4 separate regions of the Sus scrofa genome follow, and regions 1, 2 and 4 are each linked to region 3. The links are chromatin contacts, called in public Hi-C and HiChIP or PLAC-seq maps. All regions are on one chromosome and are shown on one strand. The core of a region is the stretch at or near the end of the contact, and the rest is flanking DNA. Distances in the headings are between cores, read along the strand shown.

Region 1 (3,266 bases), core at 548-3,047, 360 kb before region 3:
ACCCAGCTTGAGAAATCGGCTTGCCAGCAAATCAGCTCAAGCTGGCAACGCAGCCCTGCCCTGTAGACAGCAAATCCCCCGATGCGGGTTCACTGCAGACACAGTGCATTGAGTTGGCGATTTGTTGTGAAATCGATGAACGTGTGTGGTTTCCAGGCCAAAGTTATTCAAATAATCAAGGTCTTGGCCAAGCCAGCGCCTCCTTCTTGATGCCTCTTAGTTTCACTGCAGGTTCGTTAAAGGTGAAACTCGACAGGGGCCAGAGCCTCAGCCGGGAAACCGAGTAGAACTTGGTCCTCTAGGAGGTTTCCTTGTAACCTCGGCTGCTCGTCCAAGTCCCAGTGACCTCTGCCTCCAAGGATTCGGTTGCACAAAGGTCAAAAGTGGCGCAACGTTAGGCCTTGCGTGAAGGATAAGGAGGTCCTTTCTGGTCCCATCTGCCCTCGCCCCTCATTTGTTTTATTTCTTCACTTGAGATATGATTCAGAGATCGTAACATCCACGCTTCTGAAGGTTCGGGTCAACGGTCCTCCGTATGTTCAAGCCGAGTGACCGCCACCACCATCTTATTCGGGAACATTCTCCCCACCCCGCCACCCCAGACGCGCACATCCACCGGCAGTCCTGAGCTAGTCCTGATTGCCCCCAGCCCCTGGCGGCCACCCACCTGCTTTCCGTCTCTGTTAACTTGGGCACCCCGGATAATTCACAGAAACGGAGTAGATCCTCATGGCCTCGTGTGTCTGGCTTCCTTCACCTAAAGTCACGTCTCAAGGTGTGTCTGCGCATGTCAGTAATGCATTCTTTTGATGGTTGGGTAGTATTCCCTGGTACAATATATCACCTTTTGTTTCTCTGTTTTTATAATAAGGGGATTTTTTTTTTAATGACCAATGAAATATGCAAATGTATTAACCCTAACACAGTAATGCCTGGAGCTTGCTGGATCATTTTTGAAGTTGGCCACGAAGATGGAACATTCTGTCCTTTCAGAACTATGCTTCTCTTCCTTATAAGAGCAGAATTAGTAACTAAAGCATATGTGTCTGAAGATGCCTCAACAAAGACGTTCAGGCGATTCACTGTGGGATGGCCTTTTTTCTTTAATGCTATACTTTTTATTTTTTATTTTTTGGCCATGGTGTGCAGTGGCTTGATGCGGGCTCTCCGTTCCCAGATCAGGGACTAAACCCAGGCTGGTGAAGACACGGAATCCTAACCACCTGGCCACCGGGGAGCTCCTGGATAGCCTTTTATGAGTTGTCTGTCCAGGGCAGAGTCCAGAGAATTGGGTCCCTGGTTTTACAAGGTCTACACAGTTGTTGGATTGAGGCTAGAAGACTGGCCAAGACATGCGTCAGAACAGCCACCATCTCGGGTTGGGGACCGCGGACCCCCGGCTGGGTGGAGACGCGCCCTGCTGCTGGGTTAGTGGAGAAGCCGCCCAGCGGCGCTTGGCCCCAAGGGGCCTTTCGAGGGCCCTGGCTGGCACGGTTCAGGATTTGAACTCTACCCTCAACATGCGGGTTTGTTTTGTGATAACTGGCTGGAGGAAGGTCACAGGAGGTCTGGTCTGGCTCGACCCCGAGACTGCAGCTGATGTCAGACAGCTACGGCTGGGGGCTGGGGCTTGAACTCGCCGCCCCAGACCCTGGTCTCCTGGGGAAGGGGGCGGACAGAAAGCCCAGCCAAGTTGCTGCTGTCCAAACCTTCCGCACATCCTCGGCGGTAGGGACAGTGCAGGCCCCGCCCCTAGGGGGAGGAGCAGGTGGCCTCGGAGGAGCCCGGTTTGGCGCCTGCGCTGTGACCCTTCCCGGCTCCGGGCTGCGTGTCACCGAGCAGATCTCGAATGTCTGCTGAAGACCTACCGGGTGAGACGCGTGGTCGGACGTGGGCATGGAGGCGGCCCGGCTGGGACACGCGGATGCACGAAAGCACCGACACGCCCGGGACCGGCAGGAACCAGGAGCCCATCTGAACCTCAGAACCGGACCTGGCTCTGGACCCTGCTCTCTACTTCAGGCAGGCGGCCCAGGGGCTTGTGACAGCCGACCCCAAGGCTGCGGCCACCAGCAGGGGACAGCGGGCAGCAAAGCCCAGGAACCTGCACACACACACACACACCCCCCCTTGGTGAATGTGGCCTGGGCCCTCGCTATGCAGTGATGGGTTCATCATCCCGCCTTTTTGCTACAGAGCAGAAGAATCGACAGGGCTGTGATCTGCCAGCTAAGGCGGAGGAGGGCGATCCAGCCTGCCTGCCCCCCCTTCCCCCGCCGCCCCCCCTTGGAGTCAGGCAGAGGCTCCCCTGGGGACAGGCAGGGGTGGGGAGTGGGGGCAGGGCCTCGAAGAGGAGGAGAAATGGTCTCCCATAACCCACCGCAGGTCTCGGGGCTCATTCAAATTTGAATTACAACCTTTCCTGCCAACGCGCTAGCAAACGCGGCTCCAAACACTTCATCTCATACCAGTGGGGCTAATTTTGCCTGACAGCTTTAAGCCCTTTGGAAAAATATCAAAAGGAAAAGGGAGGATTGTGTTTCTAACACGGGGACGCCTCAGGTGGCCGGGAGCACTCTCGAAGGTACCTACGTCTTTATCAGGAGCACCGCCCACCTTGCCGCCGCGGCATCTGAGCTCCAGGCAGTGTCCACGCGAAACGGTTTCTCCCGAGGTTCCTTTATAGCCCTTATCTGCAGGGCATGTATCACACTGTTGAATCTCTGCTTGGAAACAATTGTATTTTCAACTTGATTGTTTTGTTTGTTTTTTGCTGTTAGAAGCTGCTTTTTGTTCCCAAATATAGAATTCTGGGGTCAAAGTAAATACCTAGTCAACAAGGCAAAAAAACAAAAGAAAAGAAAAAAAAAGAAAAAAACCCACGAAAAACAAAAGCCCCCCAAAACAAAAATAACCCCCCCGAAACAACCCAGAAAAAACCCAACAAAAGAAAACCCCCCAAAAGCCGTCTCACAAGGCCGTGGCTTGCTGTGGGCTCTCAGCAGGGGGAGAGCCCTAGGCAGGTTTCCTGGGGGCTTCTAAGCAGGTTTCAGAAACTCCAGTCCAAACAGGAATTCCTGACAAATTCCTGCCAGCTCGGACCTCCAGGCCCTTAGCAACAGGCACAGTCTTTTGAATTTGCTTAAAACTATTAAGAAGTAATTAAGTAGTTAAAGGGTCTTTTTCAGCCTGGCTGAGTTTGGGAGGTGGGTTAAAAGCAAGCCCACAGCACGCTCCCTCGGCAGCCTGGCCTTCCTTTGAGCTGA
Region 2 (3,262 bases), core at 753-3,252, 290 kb before region 3:
AGGAGAGTCACTTTGAGATGCTACCAATTTCTCTGAGATGCTGCCCTCACAGAAACACACCTCTCTTTGGAGACATGTTCTGATTATTCCCAAGACAAAGCCCTTTTCCTTCTAACAATCCTTCCTTTTGTGCCATAAGCGATATTATTTGGTTTCAGAACTGGTCACATGGAATAAGTGGGCATCAACATTTTTATCGTTTCCAAAATTAAACGCTCCCTTAAAATCTGATGATTTCATCCACCCAGGATAGTCAAGGGGCTGCACCCTCTGATGAGAATTCTCAAAAGGTGAGCGCCAAGAATGTTTGGAAGGAGAGAAGGATGATGGACCTGAATCTCGGCCTATCAGGGATCACAGGGCCATTGACAGCCCAGGTCGAAAGCTGGTATTCAAAGGACCTCCCTCTCTGCACCAGGCGTGCCCAGGTGTGTGAGGAGACGTGTGTTGGGGTCTCTGCCTACAGGCAGGAAAAGAATTTCGCAGGTCCTAAGCAAGGTGAAGAAAAGACAAGTTTATTGAGGCGAGAGACGCTGTTAACACAGCGGGCCGACTTCCTGCTCATCAGGAAGCAGTGACCCCGGGCACATGGTCGTGTCTGCTTGTACCGCCCAGAGACAAAGGCGTGTGCGGAGAGGTCTAGGCACCCACCTGCTGACCTGTTGGTTGGCTGGGAGAGAACGGGGTCTTCGGGTACACTTGCTGGCTGGTTGGGAGTGTATGCTGCCCCATAGGGGCCGGATGAGGAGTGGGCCACACACCTTTCCTGGTGGGGGCGGGAAGGACTAGGCCAAGCTGCTGGGGCGGGGAGGTCCTAGGAACATTCTAACAATTACAGCGAGACAGGTCGTGTGACCAGGGTCTGGCAACTCTTAAATCAGCCGAGGCTTTGGAGTTTTATCTCCTTGGAGAGGTCTTCACATCCCAGAAAATGGACCGGAACCAGCCCTGGCGAAGACCCATGAATGCGGCCTGGACTCTTTGGATCTTGAAAAGCACATTGCTGCCTGATATATGACTTTCTTCAACCTGCCTGGCCCATGGGCCATTATGAAAAGATTCCGGATCTGAATCGTGGATGTTCCCCACTGTCTGTAAGTAAACAGTAGCTTCCCTCCCCAGCCCTGGGTGGCCCGGGGGGAACGCCCCGTCCCCTTCTCGGGTTGCCTGCCTCCGGCTGTTCTCATAAAACGCAGCGATGCTTTCTTAGGGTGTATGAATGAAGTCGGCTCGGCTTCAGTTGGAACAAACGCAGTGAACCTTGCGAAATCGCCCATCTTCTTCCTGTTGGCAGGTCTTCACTGGAACCTGTGCTTATTTGTGCAGGAGAGATCTGTGTTCGCAGCTAATGGAAAAGGGAAAGTGGGAGGAAGAGCCAGGTGAAGCGGGCAGGAAAGGTCTCGCTGACAAACGCGGGTGCGTCTGAAACAGATTTCTGGCTGTGCGGGCGTGCGCACGTCCTGACCTTTCTAAAGAAATCGAATCTCATAAGGTGTAAAAAATCGACTAATAACAGTGAAGCATGGAGGGTGCTGCTGGAGCTCGTGCTCGTGATGTGGGGGTGATCTTGCTACAAGCAGGCCGCGCCTGCGTGTCTCTGCGTTTCTACTCTCGGATTTTCAGACTTTGGCTCATTTTAAAGACCAAACAATTCTGAGAAGCAGGTGGGGGATCTTTCAGGATCCCTGGACAGCGGGAGGCCCCTGAGACTCACAGAATCCCAACACCTGGCCTGGGTCTGAGGCTGCGAGGGTCGGACTGCAGGGCGGAACCAGGTCCCCTCGCTCCCGAGCCACTTGGTCTCTGTCCTCTCCAAACAGAGGTGAGCTGGCAGGCTTTGGCAAGTGGAATTTTCAAGGCGATTCTGGTCGGCACACAGATGTACTGCGTCAAGTCAATGACGTGTCTCCCTGTTAAAACAAAGCACCAGGCTCACGGTTGTCCCCTTGTGCGTAGATGGTGGCAAATTACTGTTTGCCAAGCCTCTGTCGCCTCCCTTTCCGTGCTCCACTGAGATCATGGAAATGCCAAGCAAACAGCCAGGGAGTAAAATGCCTCGCAGAGTATTTATTTAAGAGTATTGTTGCCGGATATGCACGCAGATAAACTCTGTGTAATGAATGAGTGACTTTGGAGGCCAAATACCAAGAAGGCATATGCTGTACCCAGGGCGCCCTGGCCAGGGCGAGGTCACTGCGGGCCCCCTCAGGACATGCTCTTAAAAAAGGCCAAGCTCTGAATCCACAGAGGCTGTGGAACCTCGAGAAAGAGCGTGGGACACATCCTGGGCCCTTGTCAGCTGTCAAGGTTGGGAGGAGGCAAACTGAAGTCTGTGGACGTGGAAGGCGCAGGAGAGACCCCGCAGGGCCGGCCCCTGCCAGTGTGTGCTGGCAGATGTCCAGAAACTTGCATCCTGGGAAGGCCGGCCTGGGCAGCCTGAAGGCTCTGGAATCGGCCAAGACTGGCGTCTGGGTGAGTTTGCCAGAGAAGCAAGAGCAGGTTCGCTTTTGGTGTCCTGGAGCCCCGATGGGAGAGACAGGAAACCCATCTGGGCTTGGGAATTCAGTGTGAGGGCTCCCAGCATTCCCCCTTTCCCTGTACATGCAGCAGACAGACAGACAGACAGACAAAACGCAGACCGCCTGATCTGGAATAAAACACAAAGCAGGAAGCCCATGAAGGCCTCTGCATGTTTAATGAGTATTGACTTTTTAAATTGGTTTTACAAGGAAAGCTTTCTGACTGAAATACAGGGTTGAAAGGATGGCCAGGAAGCTGGGCCTGAGCACCCAGCTCTTTCATTTATTCTCCACGTTAGGACGCCTTCTTCTACCGCCCCCCAGTCTCCCCTAAGCGTGTTTCTGCGCCGCAAATTGTCTTACATCAGAAAACACCGCGATGCCATCTCATGGTGTAGGGAACAGGTTTTTCACACGTAGACCTGTTTGTTCGGCAGCTGCACAGGATGCAGGCTGCGGGGTGCTGGCGAAAGGAGCACAGGCCTCCCTTCCTCCCGGGGTCTTCTTCAGGGAGCCGAGCTTACTGTTTTACAGAATAAGGACACAAAGAAGCATATTTGATTGATAGGGGAACACATTTTATTGCCTTTTTTGATTTAGCATCTCTACCAAATGCAGCGGATTATACTCTCCATGCCATTAAAGCAAGATTACTGGTCCTGTTTCGTGATCAGTATTCTGATTGGGCGGGGGGGGGGGCGGGAATCTTCTGCAAAGCTCTTCGTTATTTAAGGCCTCCAGTG
Region 3 (2,997 bases), core at 263-2,762:
CCCCCCATCTAAGCAGCGCTGTGACACGACTCATGTATCACAATGGCGACTGTTTAAAAACTTCTCCCTGAGATCTGTTCTTTCTAAATCAACCGGCAAAGGGCGTCTTTGCAGATGAAACTAGAGTCCACACGCAGCCGCTGACGGCTGCAGGCTTCTGTGCATCCACCACCTCCTTGGCGTCAACCAACCGTCTTTCCCAAAGACGAGCTTATGGCTTTGTTGTGCTTTTGCATTTGGAGCTCGTTTATTCACCAAAGAAATTGTGCCCCCTCCTGTGCTCACACAATCTTTTCTGGGGACACCTATGTCGTCATTTCATTTAGAATGTCACCCTCCACCCCTGAGGTGGGAGCTAGAAGGGGCCCAGGCTGAGCAACTGGAATATGTCCCCGGTGAAAAGATAGTGTCAAGACAGATTTTGTGGCAGGATTAAGGAGGAGCTGGGTCCTGCCTGGATAAAAGAAGGACTTTCTACATGAAACTTCTCCCCCCCTCTTTTTTTCTTTAGGGCCGCATCTGTGGTACATGGAGGTTCCCAGGCTAGGGCCCGAATCAGAGCAGCAGCTGCCAGCCTGCACCACAGCCACAGCAACTTGGGATCTGGGGTTCAAGCCGCATCTGCAGCCTATGCCACAGCCTGTGGCAATGCCGGATCTTTAACCCACTGAGTGAGGCCAGGGATGGAACCCGCATCCTCACCAACACTCTTGTCTGGTTCTTAACCCACGGAGCCACCACAGAACTCCAACCAGATAGTTCTCACTCTTGAGGTCAAGGAGCCCTCCAGAACCACACATGCGCAGAAAGGTTCCTCAGGGGCCAGAGAAGGGAGAGGGGCACCAGACCACAGCACATCCCGTCGGCTTCCCAGAAACCATCCTGGGAGAAGAATCCATCCATTCTGCGCTAGAATCCATCCTGGCTAAAAGATGCTTGTCACACAGATGAGGGCCCGGAGTCAGGCCCAAGGTGGGCTTAAGAGGCCAGAGGAAACCTGGAAGGAGGGCCCCCATCGGACGGATTTAAATCACCCCCAAAACAGGCGGCACTCTCTTCCCCCTTTCTGTCTCTGTCTGTCTGTCGCTCTGCCCCACCCCGCCTGCCCAGGCTTCTCTCTTGTACACACTTGATACGCTCCACCACTCCCAGGCTCCTTGCCGAATGTTTTCTCCAAAGGGACAGGGACTGGGGACCTCCATCCAGCTGGCCCTTGAGGTCTGGGAGTTCAGCGCTCTCACCCCGAAGTCACCTGAGAACACCGCCACCCCCTACCGTGTTTTCTCGGCAGCCACCCGCTTGGAAGACAAATACGCTGTGTGTTTACCTGCTTACTGTGCTCACCACCTGCCGCCCCGAGGGCATTTATTTATTTATTTATTCATTCATTTATTGTGCTCCTCCGGGCCTCAGTAGGGCCTCCCTCTGAGGGCAGTAACTCAAGGCTGTGCGGCTGATGTGCCGCAGAGAAGGACTTCCCTCTGCGCTTCCCAACCACGCTCAGAACGAACGATGAAGCAAAAACATCGCATGACCTCTTCTGGGAGAGATCTGATCCGGAGAGGGCTGTGGTTTTGCGCAAGTATGTCCGTCCAGCAAGGCAGACACTGTGGTTCTCTTGTCCCCACTTTCACCCCCACTGCATTTTGCCGAGTCATGGTTCTCCTCTGCCTGCGCCGTTTCCCCGGGCTTAATGTTTAATTAGGTGCCGATAACGGGGAAGCCAGATGAATTATGTTAGCTTTTTAATTAGCAAACATTGACACGGACTAGAGGCCGACTTTCTGAATTGTTCTGGTTGAAGGCTCCTCATGCACTGTCGAAGTTGGGCTAGGACTTAAGGAAATCATATGTAAGTAGCTTTTCCCTAAGAGGCTTAGCGAACTGAATGCAATATTATTTATATTTAATGATTCAAAGGGCCCCCTGGCAAGCCGTTGATGGATTTAATTCTATTAAAAATGTATTGGGGGGTGGGGTGGACAGCACTGCCCCGGGCACCCAAAGACGGGAAATCAGGCATCAGTAACCCAGGGGGGGCAGATCTCTCTCTTCCTTCCCCTGGGCTCACCTTCACTGGCTGAGTCCCTGGCCGCAGCCCACAGGCAGGCGCTCACAGCCTCATAGGAGGCGCTCAGCCGCGTGGTGGGGTCCCGCTTCGGCTTGGGCGGAGGCTGTTTCCGTGGTGACGGGAGGCTACTGCTGTCATCCAGGCTGAACACGGAGTGCAGAGAAGGAGATCGGGTGGATGGACTAGCCAGGGACTGGACCAGGCCGTCCACCGCCAGGGGCACCGGGACGGAGCTGCAGTGGAAGTGCCTGGGTCCAGCCTTGTCTTCAGCTCTGGGGGGACAAACACAAAGAGCCCCCCCAGACAGACCCAGCTGCATTATTTGGATGGTAACAATGAGCCAGCTCCAGGAGACATAATCACAGCCCTTTGGTATACAGCCCACCCGCGGAGGCTGGAGGATGCCCGTGGCACTGCGGTACCCGGTGCATCCTGAGAAAGCCCCCCATCCTTCCAGCCCCTGCTTCGTGATCCATAAGCACGATGGAGGCTCATCATTATTACTTAAAAAGAATCTCACACAATCCCAAGACGTCTTAAGAACTGCCACATTTGCTAGCAGGCATTGGCTGAATGCATTTTTCACACTCTGATTATTAAGCAAATCACAAAACCAGAATTTCAATCTGAATGATAATTTCTGGGAAATCCATCTTAATAGAGAGTTACTGATGCATCAAACTGCTGGGACTTCCCCACTGCTCCCCCCTGCAAAACAGAATGTACTTTACTTAAAACCATCAAAGATTTACATTTGCCCTGCCCCCCTTTCTCTCTCTCTCTCTCTTTCCCTTACCATTTAAATTCCAGCAGTGATTATTTAATTAAGTGCGGAATTATTATTTTTCTTCTGTTACTCCATCTGGTTGTCCAATGCCAAGTGAACTGCTGGTATTCAATAGATAAATAGACAAACACTTCCTCAC
Region 4 (2,952 bases), core at 249-2,748, 450 kb before region 3:
CTCGTCCTCCTTCTCTTTCTCCTATTACATCCCCAACAGCCGATTTCAACTTCCCGAGAACCTGACAAGTGAATGGCGCTGATGACGCCCCGGAAAGAGCCCACGACCGGGTGCGGGGGAAGGGCGCCCCTGAGCGGGTGGGATCCCGCCAGCGGCCGCCGCCAGCGCGGCCTGGGGTAGAGGGCGCCGCATCCGCGCCCCCTCCCGCACCCCGACTCTCCTTCCAGGAAGGGGCACCGAAGCTGCTGCCGATCCAGAGCTCACCGGTGACGGACTAATGTGATGCTCGTAAACAAGCCGGGGCCGGGCACCCGGGAACCACCCAGGCGCAAACCCGCCAAGGCGCGCCCCCACCCCGAGCCTGGGCGCGGGATCTGCTGGCCGAAGTGTGTGTTGGGGGAAGGTGGTTCCGAGAGGGCAGCCAAGTTCACTGCCCCTTCTTGGCCCCCAGCAAATGGGGCGGCGGCGGGGCGATGCGGGGCCCGAGTGGGGTGCTACCTCCGCCTCCCCTGCACCAAGCCCAGGTCCGCGGTCTCGGCCCCTGATCTCCGCAGGCGCCCACCCCCTACAGTGTTCCCTCCCCCGGTCCCCTCCCCGGCGGAAGCTTCGAGCCCAATTAATTGAGTCAAAGGCGGGAGGGCAGGGCCCTCCGCGCGGCGGCCGGCCCCCGCCCCTCCCGCGCGCCCCTTTTCCCGCCCTGGGTGGCATCTCCTCCGCCGGCATCCCCAACGAGCCTCTGATTAATGAGGCTCGGGCCGGCCCCCACCCCGCCCCGGGCCCCGGCCTCCGCGGGAGGGGGAGGGGACGGCGGGAAACGCGGCCCCGGGAGAAAGGGGGGCGGGGCGGGGGCGCGCGGCCCGCCCCCCCCGCGCCCGGCGCCCATTGGCCGCACGCGCCGTCCGTCCGGGGGCGCGGCGCCAATGCGGGCGGCGGGGCGGGGCGGCCGCGCAGTGTGTGCCTGCGTAACGCCGAGTCACATGTTGTTTTGCTCTTCTTAGTTCAGTCACTCGGTGCGCGATGTGTTACTCACTGTGCGGCGGGGACCGCGACGAGCCCGGGTCGCCGTTGGCAGCAGCAGCAGCACCAACCCCGGCGGCGGCGCGGACCCCGAGTACCCGGGCACACCCCGGCACCGCGGAGCGCGGCGCAGCGGCGGGACCGGTGCGGCCGCGCGCGCCTTAAGGCTCGGCCCCACGGCTCGGGGACCCCGACTCTCGGCCCAGCCAGCGAGTCCCCAGGCGCCGCCCGAGAGCCCAGGAGGAAGCGGCCGCGGGCAGCCGGGCCAGGGGGCGGCCACCGCCCGCGTTGGTCATCCTCTGGGGCCCCGGAGCGCGGAGGGCGCTGCGCCACCGCGCGGTGCCGGCCCCCGCGGGCCTCCCCGAACCTTCTCCACCTCCTGGGCCCGAGGGACGCGGGCTCGGGCGGGCGAGCAGGGGGGGGAGGGAGCCGCTCCCGCCCGCGCCCCCTCCGCTCCCTCCAGCCCCTCCAAGCCCGGCCGGGCGGCGGGGCCTGAATCGCCGGCGATGGCGAGCCCGCCGCTGCACGGGCCCCCCGGGCCGGCGGGCGGCGACGGCCCCAACCTCAACAACAACAACAACAACAACAACCACAGCGTGCGCAAGTGCGGCTACCTGCGCAAGCAGAAGCACGGCCACAAGCGCTTCTTCGTGCTGCGCGGGCCCGGCGCGGGCGGCGACGAGGCGACGGCGACAGCGGGTGGGGGGTCGGCGCCGCAGCCGCCGCGGCTCGAGTACTACGAGAGCGAGAAGAAGTGGCGGAGCAAGGCGGGCGCCCCGAAGCGGGTCATCGCGCTCGACTGCTGCCTGAACATCAACAAGCGCGCTGACGCCAAGCACAAGTACCTGATCGCCCTCTACACCAAGGACGAGTACTTTGCCGTAGCGGCCGAGAACGAGCAGGAGCAGGAGGGCTGGTACCGCGCGCTCACCGACCTGGTCAGCGAGGGCCGCGCGAGCGCCGGCGACGCGCCCCCCGCCGCCGCCACCGCCGCGTCCTGCAGCGCCTCCCTGCCCGGCGCCCTGGGCGGCTCGGCCGGCGCCGCGGCGGCCGATGACAGCTACGGGCTGGTGGCGCCCGCCACGGCCGCCTACCGCGAGGTGTGGCAGGTGAACCTGAAGCCCAAGGGCCTGGGCCAGAGCAAGAACCTGACGGGCGTGTACCGCCTGTGCCTGTCGGCGCGCACCATCGGCTTCGTGAAGCTCAACTGCGAGCAGCCGTCGGTGACCCTGCAGCTCATGAACATCCGCCGCTGCGGCCACTCGGACAGCTTCTTCTTCATCGAGGTGGGCCGCTCGGCCGTCACGGGCCCGGGAGAGCTGTGGATGCAGGCGGACGACTCGGTGGTGGCCCAGAACATCCACGAGACCATCCTGGAGGCCATGAAGGCGCTCAAGGAGCTCTTCGAGTTCCGGCCGCGCAGCAAGAGCCAGTCGTCCGGCTCGTCAGCCACGCACCCCATCAGCGTCCCCGGCGCGCGCCGCCACCACCACCTGGTCAACCTGCCCCCCAGCCAGACTGGCCTGGTGCGCCGCTCGCGCACGGACAGCCTGGCCGCCACCCCGCCGGCGGCCAAGTGCAGCTCGTGCCGGGTTCGCACGGCCAGCGAGGGCGACGGCGGCGCGGCTGCGGGGGCCGGGGCGGCAGGCGGGAGGCCGGTGTCGGTGTCGGGGAGCCCCCTGAGCCCAGGGCCTGTGCGCGCGCCCCTGAGCCGCTCGCACACCCTGAGCGGCGGCTGCGGCGGCCGCGCCAGCAAAGTGACGCTGGCGCCGGCAGGGGGCGCTCTGCAACACAGCCGCTCCATGTCCATGCCCGTGGCGCACTCGCCCCCGGCCGCCACCAGCCCGGGCAGCCTGTCGTCCAGCAGCGGGCATGGCTCGGGCTCCTACCCGCCACCTCCCGGCCCACACCCGCACCTGCAGCATCCCCTGCACC

The links. A called contact is a pair of places that touch in the nucleus more often than the background predicts. HiChIP or PLAC-seq counts read pairs in DNA pulled down with a chosen protein or histone mark.
Region 1: an H3K27ac HiChIP or PLAC-seq map of alveolar macrophages shows a contact between it and region 3. The contact joins two enhancer-like sites. A contact is called at or near these places in 2 of 47 Hi-C or Micro-C datasets (embryonic fibroblasts and heart right ventricle) and 2 of 2 datasets of contacts at active chromatin or transcription factors (alveolar macrophages and skeletal muscle).
Region 2: a contact with region 3 is called in a Hi-C map of liver, with 9 times the contacts expected there. The contact joins two enhancer-like sites. A contact is called at or near these places in 2 of 47 Hi-C or Micro-C datasets (epiblast stem cells and liver).
Region 4: an H3K27ac HiChIP or PLAC-seq map of alveolar macrophages shows a contact between it and region 3. The contact joins the promoter of IRS2 here to the enhancer-like site in region 3. A contact is called at or near these places in 12 of 47 Hi-C or Micro-C datasets (brain, embryonic fibroblasts, epiblast stem cells and 7 more) and 2 of 2 datasets of contacts at active chromatin or transcription factors (alveolar macrophages and skeletal muscle).

Annotation. Positions count from the first base shown.
Region 1 is chr11:76,564,567-76,567,832 of Sscrofa11.1, reverse strand. No RefSeq gene overlaps it. Among named protein-coding and RNA genes, the nearest start is that of IRS2, 88 kb to the left of the region's middle. Within about 2 kb of position 1,797, at least 28 of the 83 cell types and tissues checked have an H3K27ac peak or open chromatin away from gene starts, as enhancers often do. A contact at or near this core is called in alveolar macrophages, where this site is marked.
Region 2 is chr11:76,497,986-76,501,247 of Sscrofa11.1, reverse strand. No RefSeq gene overlaps it. Among named protein-coding and RNA genes, the nearest start is that of IRS2, 160 kb to the left of the region's middle. Within about 2 kb of position 2,002, at least 5 of the 83 cell types and tissues checked have an H3K27ac peak or open chromatin away from gene starts, as enhancers often do. A contact at or near this core is called in liver, where this site is marked.
Region 3 is chr11:76,203,271-76,206,267 of Sscrofa11.1, reverse strand. MYO16 (unconventional myosin-XVI) reads right to left here. Exons shown (of 37, transcript XM_021065905.1): 32 at 2,072-2,343. Among named protein-coding and RNA genes, the nearest start is that of IRS2, 450 kb to the left of the region's middle. Within about 2 kb of position 1,512, at least 10 of the 83 cell types and tissues checked have an H3K27ac peak or open chromatin away from gene starts, as enhancers often do. A contact at or near this core is called in alveolar macrophages and liver, where this site is marked.
Region 4 is chr11:76,653,185-76,656,136 of Sscrofa11.1, reverse strand. IRS2 (insulin receptor substrate 2) reads left to right here and starts at 1,498. Exons shown (of 3, transcript XM_021065907.1): 1 at 1,498-2,952. The coding sequence starts at 1,524. It overlaps LOC110255859 (a long non-coding RNA gene), which reads right to left and starts at 726. Exons shown (of 2, transcript XR_002336770.1): 1 at 1-726.